2 separate regions of the Oryctolagus cuniculus genome follow, and region 2 is linked to region 1. A link is a contact called in public Hi-C data. All regions are on one chromosome and are shown on one strand. Each heading gives the region's core, a stretch centred on a gene start, on an enhancer-like site or on the middle of the called end of the contact. The rest is flanking DNA. Distances are from core to core; before and after follow the strand shown. Region 1 holds the start of SEPTIN7 (septin 7). Region 2 has its middle 110 kb from the start of EEPD1.

Region 1 (5,796 bases), core at 1,810-4,309:
AAAAAGCCCTAACCTAATAAACAATACTTACAAAAATTAATTGCTTCCAAAAAATCCATACAAATGCAAGGTCCTGCTATTTTCTGTTTGTTTTTTTTTTTTTAAGTATCAGTAGAAAATCACAAAATTGATTTTAAGAGTCACAAACGGGTCATAACCAGCATTCTTCAAAGCACTATTATAGAATCCAATTGTCTACACGTAACAGTATAGTTGCATCAGGCAAGCCAAACCCATAATCATGCTACCTTAAAGTTCTACTCTTTTAAACACAATTTTTCTACATCAGTTTCCACTGGACAAAAAAATCTAATGTAATTTACAGCCTAACAGTATAGAAAAATACACCAAAAAGTCTGTCTGAAAACTTACTAAAAGGCATAAACAAATGCATAGTTTGAGTTAAAAATTTTAACTTCTAATAAAAAATTGAAGTTAGATTATTGAGTCAGAATTTGAAAGAGTTCTCAGTTGGCAATTTAGTCAGGTAACAACACTCTACTGGCAATTCCTAGACGACAGTCAACAGTGAAAAGGTATACCATAAAATTCTAATAAAATGTAAAGCCAGCCTACTCTACCATATTCATTATTCAGATTGGACATCTATCTGAGCACTCCTCACTACTGAGACTTTAGAAGCCACAAATATAACTCTTCTTTCTCCCTCTTTCCTCACCCAACTTTGTTGTTATAGTGTAACCTTCTAGACTGTCATACGGTCTGACAGGAGTCCTACCTTGTCTCATACTAGTTCAAAAGTCCTAATACAGAAACCGGTGTTGTGGCACTGCCTGTGACACCAACATTCCATATGGGCACCATTTCAAGTCCCCAGCTGGTCCACTTCTTATCCTGCTCCCTGCTAAAGACCTGGGAAAAGCAGCAGAAAACAGCCCAAGTGTTTGGGTCCTTGTCACCACGCAAAGAAGCTCCTGGCACCTGGCTTTGGCCTGGCTCAGCCCAGGACATTGCAGCCATCTGGGGAGTGAAACAGCAGATAGAAGACCTCTCTCTCTCTCTGTAACTCTTTCATATAAATAAATAAATAAATAAATAATTTACTAAAAAAAAAAGCCGTCGTACAAATTTATTTAAGATGACTTCTATACAGGAAAATGCACAAATCCAAAATAATAAATTTTATAACAAACTTTTAAAACACTCTATTGATAATATTACCTTTCATACTTTCATAGTTGTGTACCAAATGCCTTCCACATTTATGTCATAGCTCCACTCAACCCTACCTCCTCTAGCCCCACCCACTGAACAGCTGGGTGGGATGAAAGATTGTGTCCTGCCCACCCTCTGCCACCGCCCCATCACACCACCTCTTGCCTCCTTCCCTTGCTGTTAAAAGAAAAGGAATCCAGGCAGCACTGACACAGAAACTGTTCCTGCCCATCCTTCAGCCTATGAGAATTCCATGAATGTCATGGCTACCTTTACACTTAAACCCAACTTGAGCATAAACTTTAGGGGGAAAAACAACAGACTATACACATCACCTGCAGGTCGGAAAATATGTGAAACAAGTGAAATGCTTGTGTATCCAGACTGTCTGTTCATTTATATTCTAAAGGGCACTCAGGAAGATATTCTTTCATTTCAAATAACAAAGCCAAAAGAAATAACTGTTAAACTGGCAATAAACTGGCAAGAATGTAAATAATAAGTTATTATTTCTGTAACTAAGCAAACACCTGGACAACACAAAGTCTTTCCCCACGACTATGAAAACCAGATTTGAAACTGTACTCTGAAAAAGTAACTTAGCAAATGGGTTGCTCATTTCATATTATGGAGTATGAAATGGAACTCGGGAGTGGAAAATGTGAATGAATTGGTCTGCTCTTTTTCCAATATGTGGGGGAGGAAAGGAAATGAAGGACTTCTTAGGAGAATAACTAAGAATACTTAAAGTAGACTCAAAAATTAATTTTCTTAAACTTTACCAGTCTGTAGCCCCGCTTCCTCCCTTTCCCAGGGACCCTTCCCATCCTTTCCACCTCCTCCGGAGGGCGCCCTTCCCAGACATTCTCTTCTCCCTTTTCCTAAAAATTATGCCCAAATCCCAAACCAAGCTTCCGATCCTTGGTCCACAAGACCTGCCCGCCCTCCACCGGCCCTCCGGCAGCGCCAGGGGAAAGGCAACCCCAGAGGCGGGGAGGGGAAGGCGAGCCAGCGACGCGGGCTGCTGGAGCTGCAGCGGCCGCCGCCTCCACCGCAGCCCCAGCCTGGTGCATCCTTCTTCCTCCCTCCGCCGCCGCCCTCCTGGGCCGGCCCACTCGGCACCCGCGCCCCGGCGCGCACACATCCCCACCCTCGCCGCCGGGCCCGCTCCCCGGCCAGGAGACCGCCGCCGAGGGTGCTGCGGCCCGCGACGTGAGGACGCAGGGCCGCGGGGGCCAGCGGGCCCGGGAGGAGCCGAGGGAGGCAAAAGGGCTCTGCGAAGGCGACCCCCTCGGGCTGCTCCGAGCGCGGAGGCCGCGGCTCCGCTCTCCCCGCGCCCCGGGCCCGCCCGCCGCGGCACAGGAAATGCCGCCGCCTCGGCTCTCCTCACGTTCAATTCAAACTGTCACCGCCGCCGCCTCCCCTCCCCCCGGGCCCGCCGCCGCCGCGCCCCGGGCCCGCCGTCGCCCCCCACCCCTTCTCCCCTCACCAGTGCCCCCCGCCTCGCCCCAGGGCGTTCCCCCGGCCCGAGCCAGCGGCCGCGATGCCCCCTCGGCGTCCGGAGCAGCAGACCGCGAGTCGTGGCGGCCCAAAGCTGAGACTCACCCATGGTGCTGCTGTTGACGCTCCTCTCCTCAGCAGCAGCGGATCTCGCACTGAGCGACATCCCCTCCCCCCTCCGCGACCAGCCCCGGCGCAGCGCAGCCCGCCGATTCTCCAAAGCCGCCTACGCAGAATTCGCGGCGTAGCCGCTCGGCGTCGCTGCCCTGCTTACGCACGCGACAGCAGGCGGACTCCTCCACTGGCTCTCGCCCTACTCCGCTCCCTCCTCCGCCGCCCGCCTCCTCGGACGAGGCTTCCGGGCTGAGCCGAGACAGGCTTCGATCTCGCGAGATCAGCTCCACCGCTGCCCCGCCGCTTTGCTCCATTTCGAGCATGACTTCATTGGCGTCAGCGCCGTGTTGCTGCTCGGGTTTGGCCGCCATGTTTCAATTGGCCGGATTTGGCAACCCTGTCCCGGGGTCAAGGATAGTCGAGGCGTATTTTTTCGACACTGATTCTTAAGGTTAATCATGTCACATTTCCCGCTGAAAATTCTGGGGACGCTTAGAGGGAGGGGTCGGTGCGGTACGAGGGTGGGGTCTTGCCCGGATTAAAGATGGCCGCCACCAGGGCCGCCCCGCGTAGTTTCACGTCAGGTTTTGGAGCTGCGGGAGCCGCCGGGTTGGCCTCAGCGCCTCTTTACGGAATTGGCGTAAGGCAAAGAGGCGCTGCTGGAAGAGCCAGACGGGGAGACTTCCCTCAGGGCGGGGACCGCATCCGCGCCCCAACTAAGAGCTGCCGACCTGCGGTGGTTTTGTGAAAAGAGGCACTTCGGGGCAGGTGTCTGTACCCGCATCTATCCCCGCTGCCTCGGCTTCCTTGACTTTTGGGGTGGAGAGTGAGAGTAGGCCTCCCTGGTTGCCCCTAAATTTCCTGGCGCTGTCACTTGCTGGCGGCCTGGCACAGCCCAGAGGAAGGCTGCCGCAGCCTCCACTGCGGACTCCCGCTGGTGTTGGGTCACTTTGATGTGCCCGCCTCTGTCCTCGGTGAGCTCACACCGTAGTTGAGGAAATGAATGGACACGCCGCGAAACTTGGGTTACCCCGTGAAGAGTCACGGGGGTTAACCTGTTATCTTGTACTGGAGCGGGGAGTATCCGTACCTGTTGGAGCCTTCCCAGGTGCATCCTAGTGAAAGTCACTCACTGTGTCCCAGGGGCACAGGCAGGGTTTTCTGTACCTTTCTTGAAGCTGATGGCCCTCTTCCTGGTGTAGTTCATGAACGTGAATGAGCTTTCCTGTTACACTATAAGGGAGTTTTATATACATACATATACAAAGTTATACGCAAGTGTTCCTAGCGGCGTAGTTTATATTAATAAAACAATAAGTGTCCACTAATAGGGTGAATGAATAAGTTACATTGTTGGACAAAGTTACAATACTAAATGAAAGCAATGAACTAAAGTTACTAATATAAATAGAGAGAGAATTAATAATTAACATAATATGGAGGGTACAAGTTGCAGAAGGGGGTATGGTATATCATAAATAAAAGTTTAAACATAACGTGAGGTCAATGTCGTTTAAGGAAATGATAGGGAACAAATTCAGAATAATGGTTACTTGCAGAGAAGAAGAGAAAGGAATGTAACAGGGAGGGTTCAGTTGTATCTATAATGTGTTCTTTTCTACCTAAAGCATGTGCAGAAAATGTGGTAAAGTGTTAAGATTTGTTAAAACTATGTGGAAGGTACATGGATGCTGAATTGTTATTATAATAAATATTTCCAAATAATTTTTAAAGGAAGAACATTTTTCCTAACATAACTTATTTTGATGTGTTAATAAGTTTGTATTTTTACTAAGTTGCTCATAAAGTCTGTTTTAAATTTCCAGAATTTCAAAGGAGCATTTTACTTTGGTAAATTTTATTACTAAAAACAAACAAAACCACATTGCAGCAGGGAGGATACACAGGGCCTCTGGAGTTAGATTGCCAGGGTGCCAGGGTGCAATCTCTGCTCATCATTTATTTGACATGTGATCAAGAATAAGTTACTTAACATTTTTGGGATCCAGTTTCCTCATCTGTAAAAGGAAATAATACTTCTAATGAGTTTTGTGTGTGTCTTAAAGAAAATAATACATGTGCCCAGTGTGTAGTAAATGCTTAATAAATGTTACCTGCATGTAGATCCATTTAAGATATAAATAAAACCAAATGTTATTATTAATATAGTATGATAGTCTATAAAGAAGACAATCTTTGCCTCCCATCCCGAGACCAAAAGTTTGAGAACTGCTGCACTAGCACATACTGTTTGTTCAGTGCAACTGTGTAAATGATCAGTGACTATTAGTTTTCCAAAACTCAGACACTTAGCTACTTAATGTTTCCTTCATTGACAATTTTCTCAAAATGCCCAGACTTCGGGGGGCACTTGGCACAGTGGTTAGGATGCTGCTTCAGATACCCCCATCTCATATTGGAGTACCTGGGTTTAAGTTTTGGCTCGAGTCCAGGTACCGTAGACACTGGGAGGCAGTAGGTGACGGCTGAAATAATTGGGCCCTGCCGCACATATGGGAGTCCTGAATGGAGTTCCTGGTTCCTGGCTTTGGACTGACCTAACCCTAGCTGTCACAGGCACTTGGAGAGTGAACCACTGGATGGGAGCTCTCTGTCTCTCAGCCTTTCAAATAAGTACAAAATAAGTTAACTCTTTTTTTTTTTTTTTTTACAAAGCCAGACTTCATATCTGAATAGATTAAAATAAATCTTAGTTTCTGAAAATGCAGAAATGCAAGTATTTTTTAGGTGAATGTGCTTTGTCAGCTATGTAATATAATATATTCTTGTATTAGTAATTGTCTATGATTAAGTATAGACCAACATTCTAGCTTTAGTAGGACAACCAGGATCACCTATAATAATCTGGTAGTTGACCTCAATATAAAATTTTTCATATCCATTTCACATCAATCTGATTTAATCCATATAATAATTTTATTAAATATTTATTAAATGAGAAAACCAGAGTTCAGAGAAGTGAAGTGATTTTGCTTAAGATTTTGA
Region 2 (5,796 bases), core at 2,130-4,629, 110 kb before region 1:
CGCTGACCTCGGAGAGAAGGGTCGGCAGAAAGGTCAACTTAACGAGTACCATTTGTAAGTCTTTTATTATGGCACAACAGACACCACACAAACTCTGCCATCTTAACCAGCTCCCAAGTGTGCTGCTCAGAACAACCATGGCCGCTATTTCCAAAAGCTGGCATCTGCTCTGCCCCCGTTCAGCCGTGGCTTCCAGCACCCCCCCCCCCCCCCAGCTGAGCTTGTTCTGGAGCCTGGGTTTGTGGAGTCACACGGGGTTGTCCTTGCACTTGCAGCATAACATTGTCATGGTCTGTGTGTGTTGCAGCACCTAGCCGCTCCATGACATTTCTTTTTTAATTATGTTTAGTTTTGAATGGCAGAGTGTCAGAGAGAGACGGAGAGACAAGAGAGAAAGAGATCTTCAGTCCACTAGTTCACTCCCCAGATGGCAGCAACAGGAACTCCCTCCAGGTCTCCCAGGTGGGCTCAGGGGCCCAAGCACTTGGCCACCGCTGCCGCCTACAACACTCTGATAATGGAAGGCAGCGGCTTAACGTGCCGCGCCACGACCGTTGTTTAGGATAAATTCCATTGCACGGAGCCATCCTTTCTCCTTGCGCGTTCATCCTTTGAAGGACACCTGGTTCGGCTGCCGTGCCCACGCACACGCAGTGCTGCTGCGGGCCCTGCCTTCCCTGGGCGGGCACACAGCAAGGAACTGCTGGGTGCTGCGTGTCCTACGTCTGCGGTTTTGTTAACTGTTGAACTGCTGTGTTCTTTATGCTTGGCTGTGCACTTCTGTTTCAAGAGGCTCTTTCTTTTGTAACAATCTTACAACATTTTCTTAAGTATCTAAAAAGGTAGCAGGCGCTGGGGTACTTCCGAAACCAAATCTGCCTGCTGAGTGACGTGGGAGAGAAGGCCGTTGTCTCCGGGGCTGGGCGGACTCTGGGGGTCAGGGCACTGCGCAGCGGCGGCCGCCAGGGGGCGCAGAGGAGCCCGCTGGCGCGCGCCGCTGGGCCTGAGGCTCCATCGCCCTCCCGCAGAACACGGGAGCCCTGTGACAGCGGGAAGGCCCAGCGCCGCCCAGGACAGAGGATGTGGGCACCAGAACCTGAGGGTTTGGGCCTTTCCCGGGATCGCAGAAGGGAAAGCAAATGTCGACCCAAACCGCTTTTTTGCAGACGGTGTTGCCCTGCTGTCAGAGGCCAAGGGCTCCTGGCCAGCGGAGCCCCAGGCACCGGCGTGCCCCATGTGGAGCAGGTGCACGCCTGTGCCTTCTCCGTGACCCCGCGACGACCCCACACTCAGAGGTCGGATCGGAAGAAGGAAGGAATGAGTGAACGTGGCTACCTCACGCAGCAGAGAGGGAAGGGCTGGGGGCCCTGGCCCCTAGACCCCGGCTGATTCCACACAATCTACCCACAGAGAGTCTGGCGATTCACTCCAAAACAGTGGGGCTGGGGGCACAGGGACCTAAGGCAAGACTCCGGGTCTGTAAGCGTGAACCCATGAACTGCTGTGGGCTCTGCCGAGGGCCCTGAGTCATCCTGTGCTGCTCACTGGGCTGTTACATTCGCCCATTTCCTCCTTCTAGGAAATGCGCGCCTAGGTATTTGAATAAGGGACACATCAGAGCTGCAAGACTCGAACATGCTTCAGGAAAAAAGTACATTTTTTAAGTCTGAAATCATGCCCAAATGGAAAGTTCAAAGGAGGAAAAAAGCTTGTTAACAATCTGAACCGGAGAAATGGCATTTGGCAAGGAGTGGTGGCTACCAACAGGAAGCCAGCCCTGGGCTGGAGGGCTCTGGAAGCATCTGGCCACGGCAAACCTACATCCAAGCTGAGCAGGGACGGAGCCAGGTGGAGCTCCTGAGGGTCCAGGTCCCAGGGTGTGGCAGCAGGGGTGTAGACGGACAGCCACCACAGGCAGAGCCCCTGCTACACTCACCAGTGTGTGAGGCCCAGGCACCTCACTGACCCGGATCCCTGGGGGAGACCAGCTTTCAGGGCAGCAGGGGTGCCGACTCCCACGGTTCTCACTGACCGTGTCTGTACCGCCCTCCATACTGGTGCCGCTGCAGGTCCTCCCTGGAGTCTTGGAACTCTACAGCAGGCGGAGAGACCCCGCTCTCTCCTCTATCACCACACTGTAGGAATGTCAACATGTTGTCCACAGAGGCCTATGTCTGGCCAGTGGGGACATCTGGTCTGAGCAGAGGGGACAGGAGACACAGCAGCCTCCCCAGAAGCTTGTGAACCAACTAAAAGCCATGGATTTGGGGGCTTTGCTCATGTTGAAGTACATTTGTAAAACCTGTACAAGAAATGTTCACTGTGACATTATGGAAAACTGCTTACTAATCGGAAGATGGATGCAAGGCGCCAGCCTTCTGGTCCTCCGGCTCTTGTACAGCCCCTCCCAGAGGGAAGCAAGCTGCATAAGCAACAGCACTCTGAGAAGTTGCGCTGCCACCAGGTCACAAAAAGCACTCCCCAGCGAGAACCAGCCCGCCAAGTGCTCAGCTCACCTGCCTATCACCTGAAAGCTGAGAGAACAGATGTTACTGTTACAGCTTTAGTGTGGCTTAAATGTTGCCCTGGCTAGAAATGGGAGGCACCTGTTCTGCAACAATGGTAACCAATCCTGTTTTAATTGGGCAGTGAAAAGTCTGCTGGCTTTTACCCAGGGTTCAATGGCTGTCACAGGATGCCCCGGCCATAACTGACAGCCCGTGCACACAGCAGGTGGTATTCCACAAACACCTGGTGCATTTTGCCGGTTCTGTTCCTTTCCCACAAACTTCCAAGTGAGGTCTCTTGACCAGGTCAACAGGCTTTCTTCCCAGTTTGCACACTATCTAAAAACTATTCCTTCCCAGTTGGCAGGAGGGAACTCAGCCCCCTCCAGCACAAACTGAAGAGTTCGGAACAGGAGCTGTAACCAGGCCAATCCCCTAAGAAGGGAGAAGCCACAGCATGTGGCTTCACTCCATCTTCCAAGCACCTGAGTATGAGGGTGGGGGTCTAGTTAGGCTCTAACGGGGCACAAGTTCAGGAAAGAAAATGCCAATATGAGTTCCTGGCACCTATGGCCAGCAACCAGAGGTCTAAGGATTTCAACCCGAAATGTTGGTAACAATATTAGCTCTGGCTTTGTTTTGGAAAACACTAAGCCACACGTTTGTACAATCACATTGAAGAGGGAGAGAAAAGACAAGTTTGTCGGCTCTGACTCGCCACGCGGTCCCCCCTTCTCCCATGTGAATGCCACATTTCACAGACCTCTGCCCTCCCCCCCCCACCCCGGCCCAAGGGATTTCAGAAAGCTTCAGTGCCATCAGATTGGACAGGCCCACCAACTCTGAGTCTGTGTGGCCAGCAAGGTATCAGTTTCAGCCTGTCCTCTTGAGTGCCTGGCACAGGGCTCGTTCTGTCACTTGACCCTTTGCTGATACAAAGCCATTTGGCTGGGCCCAGCACCCCCAGGCCAAATGTTCAGGCCAAGAATAGTCTTCATTCTTCCCATGAAGCTTTGAAAAGCTTCAAGAACACAGGAAATTACTAGCCCTCATTTTCTGCTGACAACAGCTAACATTAAACTTTGAACATTCTATGGATGAATCCCAAAGCATGGGAACAAAGTGTGCTTGAAAAGCAGCAGCGTTTCCACCCGAGAGACTGAAACCCACCTCAGCACTCCTGAGAGAACCTCTAACTCCCATCACTCACACCTTCCCCTGCCGACCAGAGCTGTGTCCCTTCCATGCGGAAACACACTTCATCAATTCTGAGAGCTCTGTGTACAAAGTTGGTCTAGCGGCTCTTTGTGGCGCTCTGCACACGCACTGGCAATGAATCATCACCTATAACTGGGACAAACAGTTTTTGGTCACAGCCTTAGCAGATCCTCACTTCCATCAGCCCTAAAACACTCTCTCAAGGTCCCGATGCCTTCACCTGTGCTGTCACAATGTACTCTTAATTCTAACCAGGAAGCAGGGGCAGGCTTGACTTGATAGCAGAGGAAACAACATTCAGGAAGGAAAAATAGAGCAAGATTTGAAGGCACGTTTCCTACTCCAGGCTGCCTGGTCCCCAGAGGACTGCCCTCACCAGTGAGCATCTGCTTGTGCTAGTGGTTCTACAGAACACAGCTCAGGCGCACAGCAGACCCGGTGCCAGAACGGGTCCTGCTGTCACCAAGATTAAGTCGAACTCCAGCTCTGTGTGTCACCACTTGTCTATTGGTAAGTTACTGAAAATTTCCAAAGCTTGGGTTCCACATCTGTATAAGGAAGATAGTTATCTACTAAGGATTAGATGAAGATAATACTGATAAAACTACTACTGTCGGGAACATAGTAAGTGTGCAATAGCTAGCTAGCTGTTATTACAAGGATATGGAAAAAACTCTACATGAAGTACGGAGGTATTTCAAAAAGGTAGTGAAAAATGGGATTCAAAGCTAAGTTCATTTTGATAAAAAAAATTTGAAACCCATGCATTACATAACACACATTTTCTATAAACTTTTTGGATGATTCCTCATATTCATGGACTTCAAAAATTTTTGCATGAAAATCAACATCTTCTAATCCCATTTTCTCCCATGATTTTCTGAAGTCCCCTCAGACAGGGCTTTTGCTTACATCTGCAAGCTTTTTATCAGAGTTTCAATTCACAGCAGTGGGAGACACATTCTCCTTCCCCACCAACTAGGATGCTGCAGTATCTTCTCTAGCTCCTTCCCTGGGCATCCAACTACAAACTGTTCACACACTACCTGGACCAACCCAAGGAGATAGTGCTGATGATTCGCTCGGGGCTTGGGAACAGAATGCTAACCTTTTTCTTCTTTTTTGGGGTTGTTTCAGGGGTGGACAATTGGCTTAGCAGTTAAACCAACCCACATTTGTGTTCAACTCCCAGCTCCAGCTCCTGACTCAGCTTCTGCAGACACTGGGAGGCAGTTCCTACCACCCATGTAGGAGATCCGCATTGAGTTCCCTGTCTGACTTCAGCCTGGCCCAGCGCAGACTGTCATGGACATTTGGGAATAAACCAGTAAGTGGGAGCTCTACCTCTGCCTCTCAAGTAAATAGGAAAATGTTTCTCCTTTAAAAAAGCATAAAAGTGTCTCATAGTGTTCACAGTATAGTTGTACATTTATTTAGTTTTTATTGATTCCTATAATCATGGATACATGCTCAAAATAAGGAGACAAGATCAGGCTATGTAACTTTCTAAATCAACATTTTACTCTTGCTGCATTCACGGCCATCATGCCATCTTTCCTCATTTTTCCCTCCCTCCCCCACTCCTGGCCTTCTATACACCCTGGCTTCTATTACTAGATCGGTTTTTCTAAGAGGGTAAAAATATAGGACAGGTACAGTAGAATCAATACGTACAGGTGGTAATGTGACACCAGCTAATGAGTCCAAGAGGAATGAATCTATCTACTGAGATTTCAAGATTACAATCTGAACTACACAGAAATAAGCTTTAAGCCAAATTCATTATCAAAGTCACCAGTCACCAGCGAATTGGCAAAGGAAACAATTACATCCCATGCCACTAGGTGGCAGCAAAATTCTACCAGCATGCAGTAAAGGGGTCAGCCAGTTAGCAGATCTAAAATCAGTTAAGGAGATGCTTTAGTTAGACAACATCAGTGACGGTGGACAACAGACACCGCCCCACCTTGCTTATTATAGGCTGCTCTTTCCTATGCCTTCCTGAATTTTTCATGAGTGATGAAAGATCATAACAGCTATTCTGGGAAATCCACAGGTCATATAGTATAAA

What was found. Hi-C and Micro-C count contacts between places; a contact is called where the count stands out from the background.
Region 2: a contact with region 1 is called in a Hi-C map of embryonic fibroblasts, with 3 times the contacts expected there. The contact joins the enhancer-like site here to the promoter of SEPTIN7 in region 1. A contact is called at or near these places in 5 of 6 Hi-C or Micro-C datasets (ear pinna, embryonic fibroblasts, psoas muscle and 2 more).

Annotation. Positions count from the first base shown.
Region 1 is chr16:26,401,405-26,407,200 of mOryCun1.1, reverse strand. SEPTIN7 (septin 7) reads right to left here and starts at 3,059. Exons shown (of 12, transcript XM_070059718.1): 1 at 2,782-3,059. HERPUD2 (HERPUD family member 2) reads left to right here and starts at 3,127. Exons shown (of 10, transcript XM_008261633.4): 1 at 3,127-3,241.
Region 2 is chr16:26,513,689-26,519,484 of mOryCun1.1, reverse strand. No RefSeq gene overlaps it. Among named protein-coding and RNA genes, the nearest start is that of EEPD1, 110 kb to the left of the region's middle. Within about 2 kb of position 3,379, at least 2 of the 8 cell types and tissues checked have an H3K27ac peak or open chromatin away from gene starts, as enhancers often do.